Linked DNA regions of Macaca mulatta: region 2 is linked to region 1. A link is a contact called in public Hi-C data. All regions are on one chromosome and are shown on one strand. Each heading gives the region's core, a stretch centred on a gene start, on an enhancer-like site or on the middle of the called end of the contact. The rest is flanking DNA. Distances are from core to core; before and after follow the strand shown. Region 1 holds the start of URB2 (URB2 ribosome biogenesis homolog). Region 2 holds the start of ABCB10 (ATP binding cassette subfamily B member 10).

What was found. A called contact is a pair of places that touch in the nucleus more often than the background predicts.
Region 2: a contact with region 1 is called in a Hi-C map of cortical neurons, with 7 times the contacts expected there. The contact joins the promoter of ABCB10 here to the promoter of URB2 in region 1. A contact is called at or near these places in 4 of 14 Hi-C or Micro-C datasets (CD4 T cells, cortical neurons, fetal cortex germinal zone and 1 more).

The regions. Positions count from the first base shown.
Region 1 is chr1:19,420,688-19,423,881 of T2T-MMU8v2.0, forward strand. URB2 (URB2 ribosome biogenesis homolog) reads right to left here and starts at 1,303. Exons shown (of 10, transcript XM_001083545.5): 1 at 774-1,303. TAF5L (TATA-box binding protein associated factor 5 like) reads left to right here and starts at 1,173. Exons shown (of 5, transcript NM_001257498.1): 1 at 1,173-1,226.
Region 2 is chr1:19,484,581-19,487,908 of T2T-MMU8v2.0, forward strand. It overlaps ABCB10 (ATP binding cassette subfamily B member 10), which reads left to right and starts at 1,374. Exons shown (of 13, transcript XM_001082734.5): 1 at 1,374-2,363. The coding sequence starts at 1,847.

The DNA of each region.
Region 1 (3,194 bases), core at 53-2,552:
ATTCAGTCACGTATAAATTTACAACGCACATACACACTTCAAAAAACATACAAGAGATACTTGCACAAGGAAAAGACTAAAAATAGAAAACAAAAAACCGTTAGGTCTCGGGGATAGCAAACATACCAAACACCTACAGTTACTATAATACTGGTAAACTTGGCTTTGAGTTTCCTAAAAGTTACAGAGAAAAGGAACGTTAAGACGTTTTCATTTTAGAAATTAAATTATCCTTCACTCTACTGCAGAGAACAAGAACCATCAAGTGCTGTCAGTTTTCCTATTTTGTCAAAATGTCCAAAACGAATTCAACGATGCCTGACTTCTAAGTTCAATACCATAGACCGCCACCGCGACAGCTACAAAGTGCATAACAGGTGTTTGCTGAACTGGCTACAAAGACAACCGAGATGCTCTCCCCAGCTCCGCCAAAGTTCGGCTCTCCGGGCCTGCAACCGCCCTTACCGGGCAATGCGAAGTCCAGGGCGGACAGCACAGCCCTGCCAGCACTCCCTGCCCAGCAGAAAGACACCAAGCAACAAGAACCAGGGGAGAGCAGCTAGATGCCCGGAGGGAGTTTGCCTTCGCGAATGGAGCGTGCCCAGTCGGCTCTCGCCCAGAGTCTGCTGGCGGCACCGGAACTGGGCAGGGTTGGGGGACCCCCATCCCGGGCCCGGCCTCAGGTAGGGAGCTCTCCTCAGGACCAGCCCCGGGTTGGGGACTCACATCGGAACCTGGCTGCAGGTAGGAGCTCACCGCGGATAGGGACTCACCTCGGGACCCGGGACCGGTAGGGGGCTGACCTCGAGACAGCTCCGGGTAGACGGCGGAGGACGGCGGCAGCGGCGGCGGCGGCTGCTGTCCCGGTCCCGCAACCCCACCACGTGGGACCGGGCCCCGCGCTCCTTCCGCCCGACGCCGGCGGCGCAGCGGGGAGGGGCGGCACGCACGCCAGGCGTCGCCAGCCGAGCGCCGAGGCGCCTCGCCCATTGGAGGAGACGGTTGCGCGTTGGAGGCCCGAGCGGCCCAGCCCGCGGCCCGCTCCGTGTCAGTCAGTCATGGAGCGGCCGCCCAGAGCGGCGGCGGGGGCGGCGGGGCGCGGGGCGCGGGGGCCCAGCTGAGCCGACCATCGGAGCGAGACCCTGCGGCAGAGACGACGGAGGCGGAAGCAACCCGATCCCGGAGGCGGCGGCGGCGGGGGGAGCCGGAGCCGCCTGGGATGTTCAGTGAGTGCTGGGCGCACGGGCGGGGAGGGCCGGGAGGGTCGCGAGGCGCGCGCGCGCGCGCGCGCGGGCGGGCGGGCGGGGGCCGGGGCGGTGGGGCCTCGGCTGGGCGCGCCTTGGCTCCCGCCGGCGGGCGGTGGGGGTGGGGCGCGGGAGGCGGGGCGGGGGGGCGGTGAGCGGCTCTGCGCGGGCGCGGCGGCCGCGCCTCCGCCCTCGGCCTCCCGAGTCGCGGGCTGCGGCCGGCGGCGTGGCCTGCAGTCGGCGGCTACACCTGGACGGGCGTCGCGTTCCTGCGCAGGGGTGGGTCCTGCGGCTTGGATGCCGGGCTCGGGGAGGAGGTGGCGGGCGCCCGCGGGGAAGGTATCCCAGTTCCCGACAGCCAGGCAGGGAGCACGGCTCCACAGCTCCTTTGCACGTAGGGGAAAAGGAAATGTCTTTGCGGCGAAGTCGGGATTCAACTTTGCACATGGTGATCGTGCGTGGGTGGGTGTGGAGTCGATCTCCGCGTGTGACACGGGGGAGCCAGAGTTAGACTAGCTGCTGCAGGAGAGTGCCGAGCTGCAAAGTGTCTCTCGGGGCTCTTAGCCTCATGACAGCAAGGTAAGGTTGGTGCGCCCATGGCGTGGGACGGGTTCACCATCCAGCTCGCGAAGCTGCCAGGCTTTTGAAAATGTATTCGATAAGGCGTTGGTCCGAAGTGAGTGGATGGTTAGAAACAGTGGTGTCATTTTAGACTTAGCGGAAGTGGAGTGCAGGAACGCTACATGCAGTTCTCCCATCAGTTGTGAAAGTCGTTGTAATGTGGATCTCGCAGTCTTTGTGGTTCTGGGATCAGAAGGTGAGTGCCAGTCCCATGCGGTGTCTGTCTTAAATTACTGCACCTAAACCGACCTTGCAGATTGAAATCTCGGAATGGTGACTCCTGCTAACAAGCAGTTGGGAGCTGTGCTGAGAGGAACAGTAAGGGCGGAGCATGTCTTACATTAGGCGATTCAAGTGTGCCAACACCTGAGTTGGGGATGTAGGAGAGGACACGGAGGCTGCTCCCCAGTTCCTGATCACAGCTCTACTTGGAAGTGGGAGTAGGAAAGGGAGTTTTGTGCCTAATAGGTTAAATGCATCTGGCCACATCTTTAAACTTTGGAACAGCATAATGTAGTGGATAGAGCTTGGTGACAGTAGACCTAGGATGGAAACCATGTAGCCATCTGCGTAACCTCTCTGAACTGTAGTTTCCTCATCTATAAAATGCAATGATGAGGAATAACTTAAACGTGGAATTTTTTTTTTTTTTTTAAGAGACAGGGTGTGTCTGTGTTGCCCAGGCCTGGGCTCAAGCAATCCTCCCGCCTCAGCCTCCCAAAAAACAACCTTTTTAAAGGTACCCAGAAAAAGAATGATGTATATGAAAATGGCTAAATGTTAGCTATTATGATTTCCTTTTTGCCAGATACCTTCTAGGTTCCCTGTAGTCCTAAGTTTTTTGCGTTAAATGGAATACATGCTAATTTTTTAATGAATCGTAAATCCGTCCTGCCTTAAAAATCAGTGTTAAGCTAGAAAATTAAAAGATGGGGTTGTTTTGAGTATTTTTCTTTGTCATCAACAGATTAGATAAGTGTATCTTGGAATAGTTTTGTTGCTCCTGCCTCTAAATGTGAGGCTTATGTGAGCTTCTGTCACTGTGAAACTAGGTAAAGGCCTCACTTAACTACTCAGTAACTGGTTTTTGACTTTGCAAGCAATATGTCAGCACCTGTGAAGGACATCTCTGGGGAAAGAAAGGGGATTTTGTTTTTGCTAATTTATTTTGCTGGAAGGGTACTCTAGGGATCATCTGTTAAACCAGCATTACTCAATGGACAGTACTAGAAGTCAAGTTTCCAGCCTATTTTGTATGTGACTGGTGGCTTCTCAGGTAGTAAGTGTTCTGATCATTCTCTCAGCAAGCATCTAGTAAGCATTCACTGT
Region 2 (3,328 bases), core at 124-2,623, 64 kb after region 1:
TCTCCTGCCTCAGCCTCCTGCGTAGCTGGGATTACAGGCGCACTCCACCACACCTGGCTAATTTTTGTATTTTTAGTAGAGACCGGGTTTCACCACGTTGGTCAGGCTGGTCTTGAACTCCTGACCTCGTGATCCGCCTGCCTTGGCTTCCCAAAATGTTGGGATTATAGGTGTGAGCCACTGTGTCCGGCTGCTACCTCCTTTTTGAGCCCAACTAAAGAAACATCAAGGATTGATACTCTCCAGTTGAAGAGAAAGTGACAACTTTAACCCAAATCTAATCTTCCTCTTACTTTCTCTTTCCCATTTTCCAGCTGCCAAACTAATGGCAGCTGCTGCAGTTTTTGTAAATAGTTTTCAGGGTTGGGATTAGAGCGAGAGAAGAGAGGCAGGATTGTGAAAGGTCAGGAGTGGATACTCAATTAAAATTTTTGATATTTTGTTCATTATGGATTTTTAAAATTAATTTTGAGTTTTAAAAATATTGCACGAAAATATTTATGCTGATTATTGAGGTTTTTTTGTTTTGTGAACCCATAAAATTTGCAATTGACAGTACCCTGTCCAGGTCCAGTAAAAATACCTAGGAGTCTACAAAAATCTACCCACGACTTACTGTGCCCCAGGTATATATCCCCCACCATGAAGTCTCCATAAAGTGTCCCAGTGAGTTTTAATGTTCTCTCCTATCTTTCCATGCACGTGTATTAAAATGCATTGCCTTCTGATTGGTGTTTTCCACTTCGAACAGCGGAAATGCCTCGACCACGTCTGTTTTCAAATTTCTGCTCTAGTTAAGAAACGATCTCTGGCCCGGAGCGGTGGCTCACGCCTGTAATCCCAGCACTTTGGGAGGCCGAGGCGGGCGGATCACCTGAAGTCAGGAGTTGGAGACGAGCCTGACCAACATGCCGTCTCTACTAAAAATACAACATCAGCCGGGGGTGGTGGCTCATGCCTGTAATCTCAGCCACTTGGGAGGCTGAGGCGGGAGAATCACTTCAACCTGGGAGGCGGAGGTTGCAGTGAGCCGAGATCGCGCCACTGCACTCCAGCCTAAGACACAGAGCAAGACTCCGTCTCAAGAAAAAAAAGAAAAGAAAAGAAAAGAAACGATCTCCTCCCTTCTGAAAGTTATATACATTTCACTATTCGCCAACCACCTCCTCCACGCCGTCCAGAGCTGAGCTGACACGCAGCGAAGTCCTCTCAGTGGTCCCTCCGCACCTCAGCCCTGTGCTTGGCAGCGAGACTGGTGACAGGGCCGCCCCAGCATGGGTCTCCCGGGCCGCGGACCCGCCCCACGCCGTGTCCAGCGCGCTGTCCTCCCGCCCCATCCTTGTGCCGGGCATCGTGTAGTCGCGTCTGCGCGCTCCGCCGGTCTGCCGGCGTGAGAAAGAGCTCGTGCGGCCCCGGAGTTCAGACCAGAGGGGACGGCGAAGCGCGAAAAAAATTCCCTGCGGCCAGTACGCAGGCGCAGCCGTGCTCCTGGGCTTCCCGGGCCTCGTCCCAGTCGGCGCGCCCGGCGCTACTCCGCCAGCGGACAGTTGGGGGCGCTGCAGGGAGGGCACCCGAGCGGGTTGGGGGCGCTTGGAAGGGTGGCTTGCATGGTCCGGGTAGCTGCAGTCCTCGGGGTGGGGCGGAGGGGCGCAGCACCGCGCGGACGAGGATGGGGCGGGGGCGGGCGCAGCCCAGGGATGCAGGCACGATAAGGCGAGTGACAGCCAGCAGGGAGGGGCGGGCGCCACTGCGTCCACGCCCTTTGCTCGGGGCCGGTCCGGGAGGGTCCTCGGCCTCTGCGCGCGCCTGGCCCGCGGGCTGAGGCGTACGGGTCGCACGCAGCGCCATGCGCGGCCCCCCTGCTTGGCCGCTGCGGCTGCTCGCGCCCCCGGGCCCAGCCGAGCCAGGTCGGCTCCTGCCGGTAGCCTGCGTGTGGGCCCCGGCCATCCGCTCCCCTGGATCCCTATCGCCGTTCACTGGCCTGAGGCCCACACGGCTATGGGGCGCGGGGCCGGGGCTGCTCGGGGGCGTTGGAGCCGCGCGCCGCTGGAGGAGCGGCTGCCGGAACGGGGGTCCGGGCTACTCGGGGGGCGGCCTGGGCCTCGCGCGGCTCATGGGGCTGTGGGCTCGGGCCCCTGGCAGCTGCATGTGCGGGGCTTTTGCTGGGCTGGGCGCTCCTCGGCTCCCGCGCGCCGGGTTCCCGGGCGGTCCGGCAGCCGCTGCCTGGGCAGGGGACGAGGCCTGGCGGCGCGGGCAAGCGGCGCCTCCTGGGGACAACGGGCGGCTGCGCCCCCGGTCACCCGAACTCCCGGAAGCCCGGAAGCTCCTGGGGCTGGCGTACCCTGAGCGCCGGAGGCTGGCAGGTAGGGCCCTCCCCGACCACTTCCCTCCTCCGGGCCGCTCCTTCTCCACGCGCGGGATCCCGGGGCGCCGAGAGGGACACGGCCGGGCCGCAGAGCGCCTGTCACCGCCGCCTCTCCTGGGCCACTCCTAACCCCAGAGGAGGGAGGGGATAGCTCTCCTCGGAGTAGCGTTGTCAAGATTTCGCCTTAGCTGGGGACTCGTTGGCAGATTTTACACTTTTTTTCTTGTTGACACACATTGTATATGTCCTTATTGGAATCTTTGGGTCTGTTCCGTCACCAACTTAGTGGGAGCATCTGTTTTGGCTTAGGCAGCAAAATGAGCTGGAGGTTTTTCCTTGGAAAAAAAATAAATTGTAGCCAAAAATATGCCTATTTTGTTATTAGGCATTTATACTTTTTTTTTAACAAAAAAAAAAAAAAATTATTTGCTTTAAGCGAGTCTGTCAAGCAGTCACCAATGCTTTCACAACGGAAAGCAGAACTTTCACACTCGTCTCTTGTGCTAAGTGGGAAGCAGGAAGTTATAGCACTGTTCATCAGTCCACACCAACCAGTTATCTGTTCAGTAATTGAGTAACTTTTTTTAAAGAAGCCAAAATGAATGCTTTTAGAAACAAAATTTAAATAGTACAGTTTTCTATAGCTCCTCATTTTTTAACCACTAATTGGAGGAGTGTTTAGATGCAAGGGCCTTGTAAGATCTAAACTTTTTGATTTCTCTACATTTTCATTCCTTCTATAAACATTTGTTGAGCCCTCATTCTGAACTGGGCCCTGGGGTTACAGTGGCATGCACAAGGAAACATGGTTCCCGCTTCTGCCGGGACTTCTGGCTTAGTGGGGAGAAGCATCTCTGAACTATTCATATGTGTAGAGGTCAGCCTGCACCTGTGGGCTGTGGAAAGGGGCCTGTGAGGTTGTCAGGTGCAACACCAGAAAAGCATTCTTTGCTGCAAATCCAT